Regions from separate parts of the Sus scrofa genome. Here regions 1, 2 and 4 are each linked to region 3. Evidence: chromatin contacts called from public Hi-C, HiChIP or PLAC-seq and promoter capture Hi-C data. All regions are on one chromosome and are shown on one strand. The core of a region is the stretch at or near the end of the contact, and the rest is flanking DNA. Distances in the headings are between cores, read along the strand shown.

Evidence for each region. Promoter capture Hi-C pulls out the DNA fragments that hold promoters and counts their contacts. A called contact is a pair of places that touch in the nucleus more often than the background predicts. HiChIP or PLAC-seq counts read pairs in DNA pulled down with a chosen protein or histone mark.
Region 1: an H3K27ac HiChIP or PLAC-seq map of alveolar macrophages shows a contact between it and region 3. The contact joins the promoter of TST here to the promoter of NCF4 in region 3. A contact is called at or near these places in 2 of 5 promoter capture datasets (both in liver), 1 of 47 Hi-C or Micro-C datasets (liver) and 2 of 2 datasets of contacts at active chromatin or transcription factors (alveolar macrophages and skeletal muscle).
Region 2: a Hi-C map of liver shows a contact between it and region 3, with 4 times the contacts expected there. The contact joins the promoter of EIF3D here to the promoter of NCF4 in region 3. A contact is called at or near these places in 7 of 47 Hi-C or Micro-C datasets (alveolar macrophages, brain, embryonic fibroblasts and 4 more) and 2 of 2 datasets of contacts at active chromatin or transcription factors (alveolar macrophages and skeletal muscle).
Region 4: a promoter capture Hi-C map of liver shows a contact between it and region 3, with 2.5 times the contacts expected there. The contact joins the enhancer-like site here to the promoter of NCF4 in region 3. A contact is called at or near these places in 1 of 5 promoter capture datasets (liver), 8 of 47 Hi-C or Micro-C datasets (alveolar macrophages, brain, embryonic fibroblasts and 4 more) and 1 of 2 datasets of contacts at active chromatin or transcription factors (skeletal muscle).

Annotation. Positions count from the first base shown.
Region 1 is chr5:10,747,552-10,750,624 of Sscrofa11.1, forward strand. TST (thiosulfate sulfurtransferase) reads left to right here and starts at 1,713. Exons shown (of 3, transcript XM_005663810.2): 1 at 1,713-2,062. MPST (3-mercaptopyruvate sulfurtransferase) reads right to left here and starts at 2,275. Exons shown (of 3, transcript XM_021091532.1): 1 at 2,187-2,275; 2 at 1-718. MIR9819 (microRNA 9819) reads right to left here and starts at 2,059; the gene lies at 1,962-2,059.
Region 2 is chr5:11,211,752-11,214,686 of Sscrofa11.1, forward strand. It overlaps EIF3D (eukaryotic translation initiation factor 3 subunit D), which reads left to right and starts at 1,561. Exons shown (of 15, transcript NM_001244723.1): 1 at 1,561-2,035.
Region 3 is chr5:10,992,601-10,995,479 of Sscrofa11.1, forward strand. NCF4 (neutrophil cytosol factor 4) reads right to left here and starts at 1,402. Exons shown (of 12, transcript XM_021091535.1): 1 at 148-1,402. It overlaps IFT27 (intraflagellar transport protein 27 homolog), which reads left to right and starts at 1,582. Exons shown (of 7, transcript XM_021091536.1): 1 at 1,582-2,027. The coding sequence starts at 1,994.
Region 4 is chr5:10,774,881-10,778,095 of Sscrofa11.1, forward strand. It overlaps TEX33 (testis-expressed protein 33), which reads left to right. Exons shown (of 5, transcript XM_013997541.2): 4 at 911-1,021; 5 at 1,201-1,356. The coding sequence ends at 1,289. Among named protein-coding and RNA genes, the nearest start is that of TEX33, 8.4 kb to the left of the region's middle. Within about 2 kb of position 1,256, at least 7 of the 83 cell types and tissues checked have an H3K27ac peak or open chromatin away from gene starts, as enhancers often do. A contact at or near this core is called in liver, where this site is marked.

The DNA.
Region 1 (3,073 bases), core at 463-2,962, 240 kb before region 3:
AAACCCCACTCCCCTGCTTAAAAGTTGTGCAAGGGCAGGCCTGTCTAGAAGCTTAGCATTTCAGGCTTGGCGGGGACTGCAGAGGCCTGAGGTCACCCTGCCTCACCTGCCCCGCTGGACTGGCAGTTCTCATAAAGGACTGTGGGAGGCAGAGGCGGGTCTGGGAGAGCAGGCTGTGTGTGTCACTGAAGGGCGGGGACCAGGTCCCAGTGTGCTTGGCAGGCCTGGACGGCTGTAGGTGGGACTGCTCGCGGGGGTTAAGGACGCCAAGACAAACGGGACAGCCCCAGACCCATCTTCGGAGTGTATACAAACTATACTAGAGGAAGTGTGAGCCCCGGCCTGCTGTCTGGGGTGGGCCCAGGAAGAACAGGGCTCCAGTCAGACCGGCCCTTCTCCAAGGGCCTCCCCAGCACACTCTCTCCCCCAACTGCAAAGCACAAAGCTCAGAGGATGACCTGGCGAAGGACCAATTTTTGCCACTTTTGGTGAGAATATAATTGCCTCAGAATGAAAAGAATGTTTCAAAGGGGGATGAGAGGAGTTCCCACTGTGGCACAATGGAATCGGTGGTGTCTTGGGAGTGCTAGGAGGCAGGTTCCATCCCCAGGCCAGCACAGTGGGTTAGGGATCCGCTGGGGCCACAGCTGCAGCTTAGGTTGCAACTGTGGCTTGGATCTGATCCCTGGCCAGGGGAACTTCATATGCCACCAGAAGGCTGAAAAAAAAAAAGAAAGAAAATAAAAGGGAGATGAGAAAAGTATTCCAGGCACATGTAACAGCATATGCAAAAGTCAGGGGCAGGAATTCCCTTTGTGGCTCAGCCTTAAGGAACCTGACAAGTATCCTTGAGGCTGCAGGTTCCACCCCTGGCCTTGATCAGCGGGTTAAGGATCTGGCATTGCCATGCGCTGTGGTGTAGGTCGCAGCTTCTGCTCGGATCTTGAGTTGCTGTGGCTGTGGCATAGGTCAAATCACAGCTCCAATTAGACCCCTAGCCTGGGAACTTCCATATGCTGCTTTTTGGCTAAGAAACCAAAAAAAAAAAAAAGAAAAAGAAAGAAAGAAAAAAAGTCAGGGGCAGTGGTGTTCCAGCAGTTAACACACCCATGCTAAAAACATTAATTTACGTAAAGATTGAATACAAATGCAGGTTTTTTGTTTTTTTGTGTTCTGTTTGTTTGTTTGTTTGTTTGTTTTAAGCATAAGGCTTCCGGGATGAGCAAGATACACAAAAGCAGCCCTAGGAGTTCCGTCGTGGCTCTGTGGTTAACGAATCCGACTAGAAACCATGAGGTTGCGGGTTCGATCCCTGGCCTCGCTCAGTGGGTTAAAGATCTGGCGTTGCTGTGGCTCTGGCGTAGACCGGTGGCTATAGCTTCGATTGGACCCCTAGCCTGAGAACCTCCATATGCCACGGGAGCGCCCCAAGAAATGGCAAAAAGACAAAAAAAAAAAAAAAAAAAAAAAAAAAAAAGCAGCCCTAGCCTCCTGAGCTTAAGATCCAAGATTAACGATAGCCTGGTCTCCGCCTCACCTCGTGTGCCCCTGGGCAACCCGCTGGTTCTCTCTCTTTGGTGTTTAAATTAAGTTTCTGACCTACTCCGCAGGGCTGTTGTGGGAAGTGACACCCGCAGGGTTGTTGTGGGAAGTGACACCCGGGGGAGGAGCACCCTGCGGAGTTCCTCACCAAGCAGGCCTTGACAAATGTTAGTTTCCTTTCGCTCCAGCAAGTTCTTTGCCAGTTTGTCCTCCCCGGAGCCTCTGGGTCAGCTGGCCTCCTCTCCCAGGCTTCTCCGGCTTTATGAGCCCTACTCCCTCCCTCCTACCCTCTCTGGTGGCACCAGGTGACACCATCCTCCACAGGTCCCCCTCCCGCGGCCACTCAGCCCGACCCCATTCTGCCGGCCTCCCCCAGCTGCTGCGGACAGCCATCCTGAGGGTGAAGCCAGGGCCGCGCCTTCCCTGCTAGGCTGCAGCCCCCAGCTCTGCTCTGGCCCCGGGGCGGCGGGGGGACGTCCCAGGCTGAGCATCCGGACGATCGAGCTCCCTCTAAAGAAAGGCAAGCGCCACGCCGCCCCCGCAGTCACCCGAATCTCGGGATCCTGGCTTCCGGGCTCGGCCATTGCCCGGCGCAGAGCGCCCCCTCCCCGCGCCCGCAGCTGTCCCCTCCTCCCGTCACCAACCTGCTGCCGGCCAAAGGGAGGAGACAACGGCACAGCCCACTGCTGCGGCCACTCGGAGCCCGGGCTGCCGGCGCCTTCCACTGGCCAGGCGGGAGCGGGGGAGGCCCGAGCCGCCGAGCCCTGCCCCACGCCCCTTCCGCGCCGCCCACCGCCCGCGGCGGATCCTGGAGCATCTAAGAGGCGCTGCGAGCCGGGCGGGTGGCCGGGGGACGGACGCGGCGCCGCGGCGGGAGCGCGGAGCTGGGCGAGGGGCGCACGATCCCCCCTGCGTGGAGGCGCAATGGAGTGGGCCGGCCGGGGAGTTGAGGGCTCCGGGTTTGAACCTGCCAACTTCTCCAGCGGGCAGGGGCGAGCGCCAGGGCGGCGGCGAGGGCGAGTGAGTGCGGCGGGGTGGGGCGGCAGCAGACGCCCGGGCCGCCCGGAGTTGGGCCGCCGGCCGGACCACCTGCCACCCAGGGGAGGGTCCCGGTGGGGAGAGTGGGGCGGTCTGCCCCAAGCACCCTGGCCCCAACCGGGGCAGAGGGCACCGGGCCGGGCTGGACTGGGGCGTTCGGGAGGCGGGCGAGCCCATGTTGCTGAGAGGCCGCAGGAAGGTTTGCTAGACGCGAGGCGCGGGTGCGTGCAGGGCTCCAGCGAACCGTCCCCATGCAGCCACTCTCCTGCAGTCCCAGGAAGGGGGCTTTAAGCCCAGGATGCCTTCTCCCGTCAACCTGGGCACCTTCAAACAAGATCTTGAGGGCGAGGATTGCAGCTTGTAGGGCCAGACACCCTCCCTTAGAAGCTCTCGCCCCACCTCTTTCTGCGCGGGAGGGGGCGCAAGGAGACGCGGAAACAGGCTTTCCTTAGGGAACCTACAACCCTAACCCCACCGCACGCCAGCAGCCCTG
Region 2 (2,935 bases), core at 311-2,810, 220 kb after region 3:
AAAGCATGACGGCTGGAGCTGAGTGAGAAGAAAATGGCAGAATATAAAGATGAAGGGTAGTGAAGGACCAGACAGGCCACGAGAAGACATTTGCATTTCACTCCAAGTACATAATGGGAAGCTGATGGAAGGCTGTGAATAGATTGCTTTGACCACCCTGACAAGAAGGAACCCTAGAAGGACAAGAGTGGACACTGGGAGTCCAAGCATGAAGCTGGAGATGATGGGGGAAAGTGGCAGCGTTCAAGATTTTTCTTTTCTTTTTTCTTTTTTTTTTTTTTTTTTTTTTTTTTTTTTTTTTTTTTTTTTTTTTTGGCTGCACCTGCAGCATGTGCAAGTTCCATGACCAGGGATCAAACTCGCACCACAGTAGGGATCTGAGCCACAGCAGCAACCATGCCGGGTTCTTAACCCACTGTGCCACCAGGGAACTCCAAAATGTATTTTGAAGAATAAAGAGGACTTATTGAAGGACTGAATGTGGTGGAAAAGGGAAAAGGAACTACCAGTGATGACTACCACATTTTGCAATGAGCACCATTCCATGGGTACCATGAACAAAAATTAGAAAAACTAGAAGATGAGGAAGATGAACAGATCAGGAAAGAACTGTGGAAACACATGCTGCTATTACCATTTGCATTTTACAGGTGAACAAGGTTTAGAGAGATCTAGAACCTATCCAGGTTCTCCCGACTAGTAAGTGGATTCTTCAGTATTTTCACATACATTTATTTTTACCTTCACTGTACCCTCTTATTTTCATCTTCAATTTACAGATAAGGAAACTGAGACCCAGAGATGTGAGGGCTACACAGCTAGTAAGTGGCATGGCCGTGACCAGTTATCAGATCTAATAGCAGATTTATTTTCCAATAAAGAAGACATGCTGAGAGACTGATAAGGAAACTTGGGAGACCAGGTAGAAAAAAATCTGAGGTTTGAACAAAAATCACATGCTCAGATTTTCTTTTAATGTTTTGAAATTCCCCAATAAGACTCCAGAACAAACTCGGTAAGCTGGGAGTTTCTAAAAGGACAGCACCGTACAAGGAGATCCTGCTGAATAGCATTGAGAACTATGTCTAGATACTCATGTTGCAACAGAACAAAGGGTGGGGGAAAAAATGTAATTGTAATGTATACATGTAAGGATAACCTGACCCCCTTACTGTACAGTGGGAAAAAAAAATGAATAAATAAAATAAAATAAAATAAAAAATAATATGTAAAAATGCCATTGTAGGAAAGTGGTTCCTGAGTCACCACTTCAGAATCACAGCTGCTAATAAAAATGCAGGTTCCTGGGCTCCATGGACGTTAGACCCAAAATCTACATTTTTTTCAAATTAACACTCCAGAAATCTTTGTCGAATTATAAGGTTTGACAACCGTAGAGGTATGGTTTAAACCCAGGCAGCCACCCTCCACACTAGCAGTGTGATCTTACGAGGTCACTTTGCATCTCCTGGCCTCAGCTTCCGAAACCGTGAAAAAACCAGGAATCACGACAAAATCTGCCTGAGACGCTCGACCTCCCCCTAGCGGGGAGAATCGAAACACACCAGCGCTAAAAGAAGGTAGGAGCCTGGGGTCGTTGCGGGACACAGAGAGGCCGAAGCGTCCCGCGAGGCATTGTGGGACATAAAGGCGCTGTCAGCCACTCGCCACCTCCAGCTTCAACTGAGAGCCGCCACGTTTTAAAAAACTTGAACGCCTTCTCGGAGCGTCCCCGGATACCCCATGACGTAACGGCAAACATCCTCTGGAGTCTTGCAGCCTCGGAGGCTAATAAGAACACCTCGAAAAGAACACCGATATACTTCCGGGTGTGCCTTCACTTTACGACTCGTGCGTTCCGCCGCCGAACCGGAAGGAAGCTGGCGAGCTATTTACGACATAGCGGGTCGTGTTTACGGCACCGGCCGCTGCGCGCGCATCTCTCCTCCTTTCCCGATTCCTTGAAACGCAGGCTGTGGCGCGGTCTCCGGCCTGCACTATCTCTCGCCATCGGGGCCGGCTAAAGCCGTTGCGGGTGAGTGTCGTGTTCCGTACGGTCCTGCGGATCTCCGGAGCCGACTTGGGCTGCGCCTGGCCTTCCGGGGGGGCTTACCGGAAGAGACCTCTGTACACCCCCTCCTGCTGCCGCTGTCCTTCCACGGGCGGGACAGGTATCGGCCTTCGGGGCCGGACCCAGTGCGGGATGCCGGGCAGTTCCCTGAGGTTGTGGTCCCTGGCCCCAGATAACGCTTAGCGGCCAGGGGGTGGGCGAATGTGATCATATTACTTAACCCAAGTGGGTCTCAGGATCTTTTTAAAGTGGCCCATGGCTCCCTGAGTTTTTATGAGTGAGGTATTGGGGGTGCCAAACCGAGCGGTGTTCGGCCCTGCTCTGAGGAGTTCACAGTCCAAGTTCTCTTACTTTTGTGTGAAATGGAAGTCTAGGATGGAGTAGCGTGATGTCTGATCTGAAACTCCCTACTTTCCAGCAATTGGTGACCGCAGTGGCCGCGAAAACGTACACAGTACTGGGGCCTGCCGGCCACAAGGCCGCCTCTGACTGCCCTGTTGGTGCCTCCTCATCCTGCCTCTGTAGCCAGTACAGCTGTCACTCCCTTTTAACTGAAAGGCTTAGTTTCTCCTGCTGGTTCCATTCTGCTCATTCTTAGATTACGTGTGTTGAAACCAGGTGACTTCTGCCCCCTGGAGAAATGCTGTCAAACCTTGGGCCTGTTTTCCATGAGCTCTGCCAAAACAAGGAGACTTTTTTTTTAAGTGTGTTTGGAGATACTGCCTTCTTGATACGGCCTGAAACCCCAGATCTTTTCAGACTGCTTTTCAGCTATAAAATCATGGGAAGAGCCTTGGACTTGGGCAGACAGCCTTAGAAATCAAATCCATTTTGAAATGATGGGCAGATCAACTGCTCGATTTG
Region 3 (2,879 bases), core at 152-2,651:
TCTCCCCCAAATGTGTTTCAGCATCTCAGCTCCATGGAGCTGCCTCAAAGAGTGACTTACTCAAGAGGGCCTCTGAGGGATTAATTAGCAGGGCAGCCTGGAAGCGGGGCGGGGGCAGAAAGACCAGGCAGAGGCTTTCTGACTCACCGAGGCCTGGGGTGTCTGAGACAGACTTGCATGATGTTTCCAAAGAAGACAAGTAGGTGAGGGGAAGGCAGGAGACACATCTTAATCACAATACCAGGAATGAGTCCCAAGGAAAGAAACTTCCAGGCAGCTTGCTCTGTTTCACTCCCAATTCAAGGCTGAAGCATCCACAGAAATGTGTGGAGTGTATGTGTGTTCATGGCCCAGCGCAAGGCTGGTAGCCACAGGGAGACACTGAGCAGGTGAGGCAAGTTCCAGGTAACTGAAAGGCCTGTGATGACAAACCCCCGGGGGCAGGCACCTTCACTGAGGGCATCTTCCTGCTCAGCACCAGCCATCCCAGGGGGCCCCAGCAGAGGCAGAACAGGGGTGCCTGCACCTGGCATACGGCAGTGATGATCAATGAAATTTGTCCAGATGAATCTCTTCTCATTCATCCATTCCTCACTGTTGAGCCCCTACTATGTTCCAGGCACTTACAGACCTTCTTTTGAGCGTCAGGACAACCCCAGGAGGTGGGTTCCACTAGCCCATTTTTAACGAGGAAACAGGCTCAGGGGCGAGGCGATGTGCCACGATGGTCACCAGGTCAGGAAGACGGCGGCGGCAGTGATTTCAGTCTGAGGTTCCTCTTTCAGCAAGAGGAGCCTCCCCCAGAAAGTCAACAGACATCCTCGGAGCCTCCCTGTGGGATGGGGAGTGTCCTGGGGCTGGCTTTCATTCGATGATGTGCGGTATGTGATATATTCTCCATTTTACAAGAGGGGCTGGACTCAGGAAAGTAGGGCTTCAAGTGTCTGAGTCCCGCTGCTCCCCCACATTAAACTCACTTGTTCTCTCTTTGTCCACAGACATCACTTTCAACACTTTCCTATTTTACATTTTAAAGCATGACATTCTCGGGCTTTAAAAATCAGATTTCCCTGTGAGATGCGAGCCAAGGACTAGATTTCTTGATGCAGCTTACGTCGCTCTCCCCGGAATCTGGGACTTGAGGGGGCGACAAGAACCTCGGCCCAACAGAGCGGGTTCAAAGTTCCGCTTGGGCAACTGCACCTTGTCCACTGCGCAGGCGCCGCTCCAGTCTCCCGCGCTCCCAACTGGCCCCCTCCGTGGGCGAACCCACTTCCAGAAGGGGAGGAGGGTACGCGTTCCTCCCGAGATGGTCCAAGCCAGCCTCTGGCCAATCAGAAAGCTGCTTTTATCACCGCTTCTGGATATAAGTTGTTGGAGCTGTTTTTCCCTGAACTTTCCAGAGGTGAGGGGGCGGGAGGTGGAGATGATTGACATGCTCTACAACTATTAGCCAAGCGAGAAAAGTTTGAAGAGCAGATACTGCTACGAATTACCTGGCGAGAAAGGGCTGTTATCCCCGCCCCTCCTTCCCACTGGTCTTCGGGAGCTTTCGGGTGTGGGAGCTTTTGGTGGCAGCCAATCCACAACCAGCAAGGAGGAGGAGGAGGAAATAGAGAAGGCGGGGCAGGCGGGGCATGGTTGCCCGAGAAGCCCATCTGTTGCGGTTCTGGGGGCGGGAAGGTTGCTGGATCACTATTCCTGCTTCCCACTAACTGGAGCTGTGCCTGGGACGGGATCCGAATCGCCTCGCTGGCATCTTCCAGGTTACTCTCTGAGACCTTGAACTTGGCCCCATCTGGCGATCCTCCGCGCCCTGCCGCGACCCTAGTGCCCGAGAACTGCCCGCGGGCTGCCCAGAGGGTCGTTGTCCCCACCGCCGCCACAGGACCCTTCAGCGCCAGCCTTCCCCACTCCCCTTCCCAGGCAGGGCCCCCCAACGCCTCCAGCAGCCTCTCTTCCGCTGTCTGGTCCGCGGAGGTGATTGGTTACCATGGTGAAGCTGGCAGCGAAATGCATCCTGGCAGGTGAGTCTGAAAACTTGCGGATGAATACAGTCGACGGAGGCCAGAGAGTTATCAAGAGTTTTTGTTCATGTAAATTGGCTACTCTCTTTCCCTTTCTCTCTTCCAAAGGCGAGTTAATGCAATTACTGATAGAGTAAATTCCATTAGGCGTAGACGAATTATCTTCCACAGCACATTTGTAGCTCCAGTTGCTTTTCCGCACTCCCTGTCATACTCTGAGACCACTGTCACTAATTTGAGCTGTGCTCAGAAGGAGTAGACTCGCTAAAAAAAATAAGGCTAAGCTCACCCCAAGTGCTTCAACTAAACCATGTCCTGTACCCCGAAGTTAGGCATCAGTGACGTGATGGTCTTATGAGATTTTTTTTTTCCTGAACCCATTCCTCTCAAAACGGGGATAGGAGGTAGTCATGTACAGTTGAGCAGAGTCTGCAAAAGTTATGTGTGTTGTCTTTAAGACCCAGAGTTACTGTGCTGCCCCACAAGCAGGAGGACATAAAGGACTCTCCCAAACGTCAGAATCTCTGTTTTCCTGACTGATACATCCCAAGCACACAGAACAATATCTGGAACATAGTAGGTACTCACTAAATATTGGTAGAATGAATGAAAATGTGACATGCGCATTTGTAGTATTTCTGCTCATTTCGAAAACATTTGCCATGATTATGGACCTGCGACCAAGGAGCATGTATGTACTTTCCTGAGTCCTTACTGCATGTCAGGCAGGTGTATTTCATTTCATCCTCTCCCAGGAGGCAGCACACTGGGTTAAGTGCTGTGCTCGTCTGACCTTACTGTGGCCCAAGGTCACCCCTAGCAAAGGAAGGTCATAGGTGGGATGTCAACCCC
Region 4 (3,215 bases), core at 6-2,505, 220 kb before region 3:
CCACTAGGGAACTCCCCACTCCAGATTATTTTGAAGCAAATTCCAGGCTTCTTACCATCCGTTATCTTTCTTTCTTTTTTTTTTTTATTAATTTATTTTTTTCCCACTGTACGGCAAGGGAATCAAGTTATCCTTACATGTATACATTTTTTCCCCTACCCTCATCCGTTATCTTTCCGTTATTATGTTTCGTTTCTGAAATTCCATTAAATGCACTTATTTTATGGTCTGTCACTGATCATTCAAATCCCTGTTATTTCTGGAATTTGGTGCTCTGTTTGATGATTCTGCTGACTATTGATTTCCTGTGTGTGGGTTTTAACTTTACGCACAGACATAAACATTGTCTGAACATACAGGTATCAATTGCCGCATGCCAGATGCTCCAACTAATGTACTCTTCTCAATCTTTTTTCGGTCTTTTTAGGGCAGCATATGGAAGCTCCCAGGCTAGGGGTTGAATTGGAGCTATAGCTGCCAGCCACAGCAACGTGGGATCTGAGCTGTGTCTGCAACCTACACCACAGCTCTCGGCAACGCCGGATCCTTAACCCACTGAGTGAGGCCAGGGATCGAACCTGTGTCCTCGCGATACATGGATACTCGTTAACCACTGAGCCACCACGGGAACGCCTAATCTTCTCAGTCTTGAAAGTACATGTTATTCCTTCAAATAGATGAAGCGATCAAAGCTCTGAGAGGTTAGAATCTTATCTGAGGCCATACTGTCCAGAAATGATGGAGCTGGGGTTTGAACCCAGGCTGGCTTCCCTCTGCCTCACCCTCCCCATTCCCTTGGCCTCTCACAATCCACCATCCCTAGAGGAAATTGACACCCAGGTACGACCCCTGGAGTACCTGCCCTCCGTCGACTCAGGGCTTCTGGGAATGTCTTCACGGGGTCCCACAGGGGCCCCTCAGGAGACGAAGAGCCTCATGAAGGCCTCCTACACCCCGGAGGTGATTGAGAAATCAGTGAGAGACATAGAACACTGGCACGGCAGGAAGACGGATGACCTGGGTAGGTAGGAGCTGTGGGGAGGGGAGGTGGGCACTCCCTGCGCAGGCGTATTGGGCCCAAGGTCCAGAGGGGAAAGCCCAGCTGGTGGGCTTTTGGAAGACACTTGGCCACCAATGGAGCTTGGCTATTCCAGAGGGCCTCTGGGTGACCTGTGCTGACACCTCCCTTGCTCTCTGCAGGACGGTGGCACCAGAAAAATGCAATGAACATGAACTTGCAGAAGGCATTGGATGAGAAAGAAAAGAGCAAAAACAAGAACTCGAAGTAGAAGATTAAACCGAGAAGCGGTGCCCTCCGCTCAGAGAAAGGGCCAACAATAAACACACACATCGGCACCTTTGCCTCTGCTTGGCTTTCTTCCGGGTGGGGGTGGGAGAATGCGCAGGGTTGTAGAGACCAAAAGAGGGAGCAGAGGAGCCCTGAGGACCCCAACCCCCCCGGGCCCTTCCCCCTAAACACACACACACCTTCCCCCTATCATTCTAGGAAAGGATGTGAGAGCTGAGGAGAACTCTACCCAAGCCCAGGACGCCTTGCCCCGTGTGGAGGGCTCTGATAGTGGAAACTGCTGGATTCTACCCTGTGGGACCCTCCGCAGCAGAATCTCAGTTATTTCCAGATGTCTGTTCTTTCCCCAAGAGGCTTTGGACTTGGGAGAAACTGGCCATAGCCAGCTCCCTTGCAGAGGTAGCTTGGATTTGTCTCCCATAATTCTAACCCTGCCCCCTACACGCAAAGTGATTGGTTCAGAAAGGGGCATGTGACTCGACTTAGGCCAATGAGATGCAAGGAAAGTGTGGGGTATACTGAGAAATTCTGGGAGTTTTGTTTTGTTTTGTTTTTTGCCTTTTAGGGCTGCACTTTGGGCATATGGAAGTTTCTGGGCTCGGGGTTGAATCAGAGCTGCAGCTGCTGGCCTACCGCACAGCCACAGCAATGCCAGATCAGACCCCCAGCCACACCTACACCACAGCTTGTGGCATTGCTGGATCCCTAACCCACTGAGTAAGGCGAAGAATTGAACCCGTGTGCTTGTGGATACTAGTCAGGTTCTTAAGCCACTGAGCCACAACTGGAACTCTCTCTCTTTTTTTTTTTTTTTTTTCTTTTTTGAGAAATTATTTTTTCCACCAGGAAAACTTGGGAGCATTCTTGCTCCTGAGCAAGGAACTATGCAGCATAGGCTGTTCGGGCAGATACCCAGTGACAGGAGGAACTGGTGTCCCTGCAGTACAATCTGGGTCTCCCACGACCTCACTGAGCTGCTCCATCCTCCTGGCCAGAAGCCCTTTCCCCTGATCTCCGAACTTTTTTTTTTTTTTTTTTAGGGCCACACCCAAGGCAAGTGGAAGTTCCCAGGCTAGCGTTTGAACCAGAGCTTACAGCTGCTGGTCTACACAGAGTGGCATCTGTGATCTATACCACAGCTCACTGAACGAGGCCAGGGATCGAACCTGCGTCCTCATGGATGCTAGTCAGATTCGTTGGCACTGAGCCACAAAGGCTGCTCCTGGGTACCTACGTTCTGCCAGACTCTGTTCTTGTGCTGGCAAAATGAGACATCATCTTTATTGAGGAGCTCCTATCTGCTCTTCATAGGTGGCAACTGAAAAAACGAGCCACCTCAAGGACGGTAGATAAAGCAGACCCCACCCCCTGCTGCCGTAGCAATTATAACATGCCAGATGCTGATGATGCCGTGCCAAATGCTCTACACACACCGTGTTATTGCAGCCTGACACCATTCTCAAGGCTATTAGCCTCCTCTTTATGAAGAGGGGGAAACAGGCTTGGAGAGGCCGAGGAGCTCGCCCAGGGTTACACCACTAAGAAGCTGGGATCCAAAGACGAGGAATCACAGGCCAAAGCTGTTTTCTACTCTAGCAGCAATCACACTGTCTTGTCAACAAATAGCACGCTGTTTGAGGGCCACAAACACCCGGTTAGACGTCTGGGGGACAGTGGTGTGAACTCAGATCAGTCTTTGTCCTCAAAGACTTTATAGGAGTTCCCGTAGTAGCTCAGCGGGTTAAGAATCTGAGTAGTATCCATGAGGATGTGGGTTTGATCCCTGGCCTTGCTCAGGGGGTTAAAGGATCCGGTGTTCCTGTGGCTGTGGTGCAGGCCGGCAGCAGCAGCAGCTCCTATTGGCCCCCTAGCCTGGGAACTTTCATATGCCCTAAAAAGACAAAAA